3 separate regions of the Mus musculus genome follow, and regions 1 and 2 are each linked to region 3. Evidence: chromatin contacts called from public promoter capture Hi-C data. All regions are on one chromosome and are shown on one strand. Each heading gives the region's core, a stretch centred on a gene start, on an enhancer-like site or on the middle of the called end of the contact. The rest is flanking DNA. Distances are from core to core; before and after follow the strand shown. Region 1 holds the start of Zfp395 (zinc finger protein 395). Region 2 holds the start of Parp4 (poly (ADP-ribose) polymerase family, member 4). Region 3 holds the start of Kpna3 (karyopherin (importin) alpha 3).

Region 1 (2,853 bases), core at 205-2,704, 3.9 Mb before region 3:
GGCCTGGTAATTCCAGTCCATAGCTCCCTCCCTCCCTGTGACCTCCAACAGCACCCAGTTCTGCACCTGGCATTGTGACAACTAACTGTGCCCCATCTGGAGTCATATTTCACATGCTCAAGTCTTTCTATGTCCTCCAAGAGATTACAAGCCCCGACGGGTGTTATCTATGAGTCTTCTATTGCCTTTCTCACCAAGACAAGCAAGCCCTTGGACATCCTTTTGTAAACTTGTCACCTGTGAACTCCTCCTTCTGACTGAGTCTTGCCAGGGAATTATCCACAGGTGGAAATTATTTCAAACTGAGTTCCGTATTCCCTTCCCCACCTTTATCTCCCATGCCTCCTGTGCCTGAGCCTGCACAGTAACTTTGCAGCCCTTGCACGTTCATTTGCATTTGAGCTCTCAAATCATTTCTCTCTCATAGCTTTCAGAGACATCATCCAGAAAGCTTGGCAGTGGGAAGAGGGCAGAGTGGCTTCTCAGAGGTACCTGTGGGCTAACCAATTTCCTTGTGTTTCACCCTTCCAAAGCAAGAACCTCTATTTACACAACCCCCCTTAGAAGGATGTCCTCAGGCTACAATACCTGTTGATTGCTCAGTTTGAAACAAACTGCTCCACTTTACACCATTCTGTTAAGGGATCTTGCAGAAAGCAGTGAAGAACTATAGATAGCCCCTGTGCCATGGCCTGGCATCATGGGAACCCATGCCTGGTGGAAGTCCTCCAGAACCACAGGAAAGGGAGGGATGGAAAACAGGGCTCCTGCAAGATTGCTGGCAGGTGGGTCTCTTTAGATCTCCAAGAGGGCCCTAAAGTGAAGGTGCAGAGCCTTAACTCCCAGGCAGGAAGCCTTGGAATTGTTTGCCCATGACAAACTCCCTTTGCAGGCCCCCATGGGCCACTCCAGAGGCCCACAGTGCCACGGCCCGGGAGGGACCCGGGGTGAGCCCGGAAGGCTTAGAGCCAAGGGGGCGGCGAAAGGGGCCGCAAGAAGGGGGTTGAGAGAGGGTGTGTCGCGAGGCCAGTCCCGCAGCACGGCACTCTCTGGTTATGGAGAGGGCAGGGGCGCGCATAGCGCAGGGCTGACGGCTCAGCCGGAAAGGGAGCAGGTTAACAGGTCAGTGTGGCCCCGCGAGGCCACTCCCGGCCACCACTCAAAGTTGGGAGGGAGATCGGGCCGTAGGACCCGCGACATAAACAAGGCGACGCGTGAGAGGGAGAGCGGCCACCCCCACCCAGTCACCCCGCCAGCGCCGCAGCAGCCCCGGTCCTGCCCGGGCCGCGCGAGCCTCCCGGGTCTCCCACCCACCCCTGGCTGTCGGCCCCAAACCCGGGCTGCAACCCATGCGAGGTCCCGCGCGCAGCTCACCTCGGCCGGCCACTGACCCAGACAGCTCGGCTCCCTGCAGCGGCCGCGGCCCTGCCCGCCACCGGCGCGGCCCCTGCACTGCGCCGCCTCCCGCGCCGCCGCCTTCGCGCCCACCTGGCCGGCCTGCCCTCCCTCTCCGGGACACTGCGCTCACGTACGCGGCCGCGGCCACAACCCGGCCCGGATTCCCCCGCCCGGGAAGGGAGCGCGCCGAGCCGCTCGCAGCCAGTCCGCCCGCGAGCCAGCCAGACGCAGGGACACACCCCCGGCCACGCGCGCGCACGACTCGCGCGCCCCCAGCCCCAGCCCCGGACGTGCGCGCGCGCGCTCCACACACCCTGCTTGGCGGTACACAGTGGGCGCTCAATAAGTGCTGGAGCGACTCCTCTCACACATGCGCACTTGAACCTGACCGAGTTGTGACCCACTTCCCCAGCCCCCACCCCGAAATCCGAGCGTTCAGCACCACCCGGAACCGAACTAGCGTATCTGCTACCCCCGCGCCTCCTTTTTTTTTTTTTTGACTCCCCCCCCGACCCCCCCCCCAACTGAACTGCAAACCCAACCAAAGTTTCTGGCTGTTGTTTTTCCAGCGCGCCCCAGGGCGGGAAAGGAAGCCAGAAGCTCTAGGCGCCAGGGACAGGAGCTTGGCGAGGGCGACAGGGACCCGAGGCCGGGTAGCGGGAGGCGGCGCGCGAGGGCGGAAGCGCTTGAAAACCCAACCTTTCCATTTCGCTTTGGACCAAGAGTGTTCTTCTCCAGTTTTATGACTTTTATTCGTTTGTAGTTGTAGCGCGAGGCGATGTTTACTGTTTCTGGAATTAAATAGGAGAAAGTTAACTATTAGCCTTCAGCCCTTGTGTAAACAATACCGGTTGCTTTTTGGCACCGTTAGGCTCTGGCTTTTGGATAATTTGTAACAGGGAGAATCGAAGCGGTTCCATTGTGTAGTTCTGTGTTTTTTCTAGATAAGGCCAAGGACAGTGGAGAGGGGTGTGTGCGAATGTCTAAGTGTGTGTGAGTGTGTGTGTGTGTGTGTGTTTACAATCAAATTTAATGAGTAAAAGAGTAATAGCCCCTCCCTTCTCAAAAAAAAAGTTTTAAAATACTTCGAAGTTGCAGTTCACCTCCAATTTTGGACTTCCTGTGTTTCTAGGAGGCCGTGGAGTGTTAGTAGAGCTTGGGAATCACATCCCATTTTAAGAGCTGAGTTAGCATTGGCATCTTTAGCAGGTTCAGCCCTAAACACATCAGCTTCTTGATCTATAAAACAAAGCAGTGTAACTAGAGATAGTGCCTAGCTCACGGCAAATGAAAAACAATATGTCCTGGGAACTGGCAAGAGGGCTCGTGGGTAACACTGCTTGTGACCAAGTCTGATGTCACAAGTTAGAGCCCCAACATGCACAACATAGCGGAGGGAATCAACTCCAGCCCTGTACATACACAATAAATACATTTTAAAAAAATAGTATGTCC
Region 2 (2,899 bases), core at 388-2,887, 4.9 Mb after region 3:
CTCAAACTCATGGTGATCCTCCTGTTGTAGCCTCCAGAGTGTTAGGATTACTGGGGTGTGCCCCCATGACTGGCTTCTACCAGAAAATCCTTAGACTTGAAAAACACTTTTAGAAAAGTAGCAGAAAAAAACCAACAAACAAAACATAGGCATCCTTTCACTGAACCAAATACAAACGTGTCAAAAAGACCTGAAGGGAAAAAAGTCATTTCCAATAGCTTTTAAATATCAAACTCGAGCCTGGTGGTGGTGGTGGTGGTGGTGGTGGTGGTGCACGCCTTTGGTTCCAGCACTCAGGAGGCAGAGGCAAGCTGATCTCTGAGCTTGAGGCCAGCCTGGTCTATAGAAAAAGTTCTTGAGCAGCCAGGACTATACAGAGAAGCCCTGTCTCGAAAAAACAAAACAAAACAAAAAACTGCACAGTGGAGAGAGAAGGCTGCCTCGCTAGGGAGTGAACACCCACGTTTCTTCCTTTCAGCGTGTCGTAGGGGAGCCCATCACAAGCCGTCTTCCTATTGGCTGCCCTGAGACAGATCCCAGCTTTGATCCTGTTGTTACTCTTCCTTACCTCATCTCACTGCTTACAGTCAAACATGAAAGTCAGGGCATGAACCCCTGACAGGAACGTGGAAGCCGGTGGTTCTCAATCTTGACCCCTTTGACAGTGGGTTTAAGACTATAGGAAACACAGATATTTTTACTTACTATTCATAACAGTAGCACAATTTAAGGAACTGACTGGATTAAAGGCTGTGATTGGCATGTAAAGTGAGTAGATTAATTAGTGGTCAAGGAAGAACGCAGTTTACTGGCTTGCTTTCTGTTTCTGCTCACCTCATACAATCCAGGACCACCTGCCCAGAAGCGGTGCCTACAGTGGGCTAAGCTCTCTTCCTTCAGTTAGCAATCAAGAAAATGCTCTGCAGACACACCCCAGAGGTCAATTTGACGGAGGCGATTTCTCAATTGAGGTTCATTTTTTTCCAGGTGCGTCAATTTAACAACCAAGAATAGCCATAGCACCGGAAGTACCTTTAGTAGGACAGAGGCATAAATCCAACCTAAGGACAAATCTACGTGGGGCGGATTTCCTGGCCTTCCCCTTTTTCATTAACATAAATTGTAACTGCCATAGGTAAGGCCTAGACAGACTAAGAATTTCTCTATTCCCAGTCTTGGCTAAAACTGCAAATTAACTCACCCCATCTTTTTTACTTATTTTTTGTCTTAATAGGACCCGGAGCTTAGTCAGATTCGGCTAAATTTCAACTCCAGACCTCAATGAGTTATTTTCTTCTACCAAAAGTTTCCTCAACTTTCAGAAAGTAAAGAAATGTTGCGTTCTGTTGCAGTTATTTTCCCAAAACAGCAGTGGGTCTGATGGCGCAGTCAACATTGACCTCCCCTCCCCTGGCACTCCCCTCCTAGGGCCGCTGACCCTGAGCCAGGCCTCAGAAGGTCAAGACCACCAGAGACTACCGGGGACCCTCGGGCTGTCAGACAGCCTCCTGGGGTACCCACGCACCTGCTCGGAGATCCCGCCTGGCCCTTCCTGGTGTCGGATGGTCCCCTCCTCCGTGCTCCGCAGCCAGCGTTCCAGCCTTGGTGCTTCCGCTCCAGGCGCAGCCGGGTTAGGTGGGGCGCGGCGGGGCGGGACCGTGGCTGCGGCTCCTGAACACCGGACCTACGCCCCTTAGAGGGATGTCCTGCGACTGTCCAGCTGGGGAGAAGGCGTGGCCTCAGCTTTCCAGATCAGCCTAGCGTTCAGGACTTTCACTTTCTTTTTCAGAGTGTAAATTGCCAGTAGGAGTAAACCCAAAATTCGAATCTGGGAGACTTGATGGATGGGGACTTTTGACAGAGAAATGATTACGGATTGGGGTTAAATAGGGTGCTGGAATCCCAGGGCAGGTAAGAAACAAATTTCCCAAAGGGGCATCAGAGAGAATTTAGGACTGAAGAGCTAGGTCATTGGTAGAAAGCTTGGCTAACATTTGTGGGCCCCTGGGTTCGATTTTCAGCAGCAACAGTGGAAGAAAATGAGAACTTCTGAGTTTGAAGCGCACAATAGCATCCATCACTAATTGGAGACGCTCAAACGATGGGTCTAGGGCTAGACAGCTCAGCTGGTTATTTGCTTCACATGTGTGGGCCCTGGGCGCTAGAATCAGAAATGTACTGAGTAGGGACTGATTTAGAAATAATTCCATTAATAATTTCAGAATATGATGAATGAAACGAGACTATAAGGTCTAGACTAGAGAATTGAATGTAAAAGGTGAATTTTGGTGACATGATTTATTGGGTGCTGTCCTCAGGTGCCAAATGATCTGGAACTTATTATGTGTACTAGGCTAGGTAGCCAGTGAGCACTAAGGATCTACCAGTCTCTTCCTCCCAGCACTGGGGTTACAAGCACATACCATTATGTGTGGCTTTATATGTATATTATATGGCTTTATATATAGTATATATAATATACTATATTTGTTTGCATGCATACACATATGTGTGCTTATGATTTCTCTTCTTCTTTGACATGACTGGGTATAGGACTCATGTCATCAGGCTTGTAGGGCAAATACTTTACCCACTGAGCCACCTAGCCAGCTTCCAGCTTTTTCCTTTTTAAAATGGTGGGGGGGTGTGTTACACTCCGGTCTTTATGCTTACCAGGCAAGCACTCTAGGGACTGAGCCACCTCCCCCTCCCTAGAAACGTCTTTACTGGACTGAGGATATGCTTCAGCAGGTTAAAGTGCTGTGTGAAGCCCTGGGTTCAGTCCCTAATACTGTATTAAAAACAGGGTTGGTGGTATATGTGTGTAGTCCCTACAGACTGGAGGTACAGACAGGAGGATCAGAAGTCAAAGATCTTTAGTGAGTTCTTAAAAAGCAAA
Region 3 (2,700 bases), core at 116-2,615:
GACCTGGCTTATTTTGATCGTATGTAGCATAACACTTCACATAAGCTTATATTGGCAGAAGATTCTTGTGGTGGTTTGAATAGGAATGGCCTCCTAGCCTCATGTGTTTGATTGCTTGGCCCATAGGGAGTGGCAGTATTAGGAGGAAATATGACACTATGGGGTGGGCATTGGGTCTCCTATGCTCAAGCTAGGTCCCTCCTGGGGCACAGTCCCTTTCTGCTGCCTGCGGACCAAGATGTAGAACTCGCAGCTCCTTCTCTAGCACTGTCTGCCTGCATACCTCCAAGCTTCCTGCCATGATGATAATAGACTGAACCTCTGAACTGTAAACCAGCTCCAATGAAATGTTTTCCTTTATAAGAGTTGCCATGATCATGGTGTCTCTTTACAGCAATAGAAACCCTAATTAAGACAATTCTGAAATGTAATAGTCTCAGATAATAATCAAATAAAGTCCACCTGCTGTAAAAACAAAAGCAAAACAAAAAACAAAACAACCAACCAACCCAAATCAACCAAAACCTGTTATTGTTCCAATGAGAAGCTAAAGGGAGATGGCAGTCTGGAGTCTGCAGCCCTAGGGTCTGATTAACTGCCTGAAGGTTACATTGTGTGTTAAGGTGGACTAAGGCATGGGGTCATAGAAAGGTAGGGCTGCCAAAGTGAAGGCTGCACAAGGATGCTTGGAGAAATCAGGGGATACTAGAACACATTTTCTTTTTTAATGAGAATTTACTAGTTACTGTTTTGATCTGACAGATTTTTGAGACCAACAATGTCTCTGTTCTCATTGAGTTTAATAGAGGTGCAAGAAGCAAGCATAAACACACACATCACACTCACATGTATTTGTGGAGTGGAAACAAGCGTGCTATTTATAAAACCGAAGCAGAGCAAAAGAACAGGGTTTGAGGGTGGCTGCTATTTGAGGAGACCCTAAAGAAGCCAAAAGCGCAAAGCACGCGTGGCCGTTCTTTTTCTAATTTTCCAAGCTGTAGGGAGCAAGGTGCGCCCCCGAAGCTCCGCCTCTCTCTCCCGATAGGCCGCAAGGTGCCATCTCCAGAGTTTCCCCGCCCACCACCCCGCCCAGAGGTGGGGCTTCGAGCCCGCGCTCAGAGAGCGCCGAGCCGAAAGCGCGCGCACAGCCCTCCCGGCATGCTTCTCGTCCTCTCACGGCGTGGCTCAGACCCGCGCCTGGCATGCTGGGAACTGTAGTTTCCGCCCTCCGCCCCGCTTCAGCGGTGGCGGTAAAAGCGACTAGGTCGGGCTCCATTTCTAGCACATGACTAGCGGCTGTGGGGAGGCCCTACGAAGGGGTGAGGGCAGGGTCACCGCGACAGCCGGCAGGCCAGCGCCCTGGCCTTCTCCGGCGCGCGCCTCTCCTCAGCGCCGCCCCCGCGCCGCGGCCACCTCGCGCTCCAGGCGTCACGGAGCGCGCGCTCCTCCCCCTTCGTCCCCTCCCGCTCGACTCGCCGCCGCCGCCGCAGGAGCAGACGCCTCCGGAGCCGCGCGCAGCCATGGCCGAGAACCCCGGCTTGGAGAACCACCGCATCAAGAGCTTCAAGAACAAGGGCCGCGATGTGGAGGCGAGTGTGCTCCGGGGCCGGCCGGGCCGGGCGGCTGGGAGGGGAGGGGCGGGGGCCGCGGCCGCTGGCTCTCGCCGGCTGGCGGTCAGTCGGAGTTGGCCGCCGCCTCGGGGCGCCGCGGCCCGGGCAGCAGCCGCCCTCTGAGCGACTAGCGCGGCACCTGGGACCACTGAGCGCTCGGCCCCGCTGCGCGGGCGCGGCCTGGCGTCGGAGGGGAAGGGATGTGGAGCCGAGGCGGGGTCCGCGGGCCGCGCGGGAGGACGGACCGGGATGCTGCCGGCCCGCGTGCCACCCGCACCGCCGGGGCCGGGCCGCGCCGCCGCTCGTGTCCGCAGCCGGTGCAGCCTCCCGCGCTGCCGCACATGGAGCCTCGGTCCCCGCGCTTACCTTGTGCGAGCCGGGCCCAGGCGGGCGGTGGCAGCCCTCAGAGGGGGGTGGGGACCAGCCGGGTAACTGACTTGTTTGAGGGTGGTGGATGGGGGAGGGTAGGATGCGCCAAGACCATTTTCTTATATTCCAGTGCGGTCCTTTGGACCAGTCTTCCCGAGCTGTTGCAGCTCATACCCCTGTGACTGCTGGCATTTAGAGCGAGCTAAAGGTGGACAATAGTTTACCATCTATTGTGTTGAAGCTTTGGGAAGGAGGTTGTGCAGACCTCTGATCTTGGGTTTTTTTTTTTGTTTGTTTGTTGTGTTTTGTTTTTTGTTTTTTTAAAGCTCGTCTTGGAGTCGAAGTGTGAATAATAGGAAAATAATTTCTTTCACCTGTTTTGCAGAAATAAATTGGATACATAAGATTCCTACGTCCTTGTATATACCACATGCCACCAAGCTAGTAGATTTTCCAAGTGGTTGCAAAACTGTAAACATTCATTGTGGTCACTCAGTTTGCTGCTACTCAGCATGTTGCCATTGTCTCATTAAGGTGACATTAGCAGCTACTATTTGCAAACTCTGCTTATTGAGGTAGCGCTAGAGGTCTCACTGCTCCTACTAAAACCAATGAAGTGTAATAGCACAAACTTCACTGGGACCCAACCTCTGGATTTGATGGGGGAAATAGTTTTAAGCCCATCCCCTTTTCTCTATTCTAATAGTAGGGAATATGATTT

What was found. Promoter capture Hi-C pulls out the DNA fragments that hold promoters and counts their contacts.
Region 1: a promoter capture Hi-C map of liver shows a contact between it and region 3, with 4 times the contacts expected there. The contact joins the promoter of Zfp395 here to the promoter of Kpna3 in region 3. A contact is called at or near these places in 2 of 39 promoter capture datasets (liver and pre-B cells).
Region 2: a promoter capture Hi-C map of pre-B cells shows a contact between it and region 3, with 4 times the contacts expected there. The contact joins the promoter of Parp4 here to the promoter of Kpna3 in region 3. A contact is called at or near these places in 2 of 39 promoter capture datasets (liver and pre-B cells).

Annotation. Positions count from the first base shown.
Region 1 is chr14:65,357,277-65,360,129 of GRCm38.p6, reverse strand. It overlaps Zfp395 (zinc finger protein 395), which reads right to left and starts at 1,454. Exons shown (of 10, transcript NM_199029.2): 1 at 1,375-1,454.
Region 2 is chr14:56,574,357-56,577,255 of GRCm38.p6, reverse strand. It overlaps Parp4 (poly (ADP-ribose) polymerase family, member 4), which reads right to left and starts at 1,637. Exons shown (of 35, transcript NM_001145978.2): 1 at 1,526-1,637. It also overlaps a transcript of Cenpj not described here.
Region 3 is chr14:61,438,612-61,441,311 of GRCm38.p6, reverse strand. It overlaps Kpna3 (karyopherin (importin) alpha 3), which reads left to right and starts at 1,365. Exons shown (of 17, transcript NM_008466.5): 1 at 1,365-1,589. The coding sequence starts at 1,521.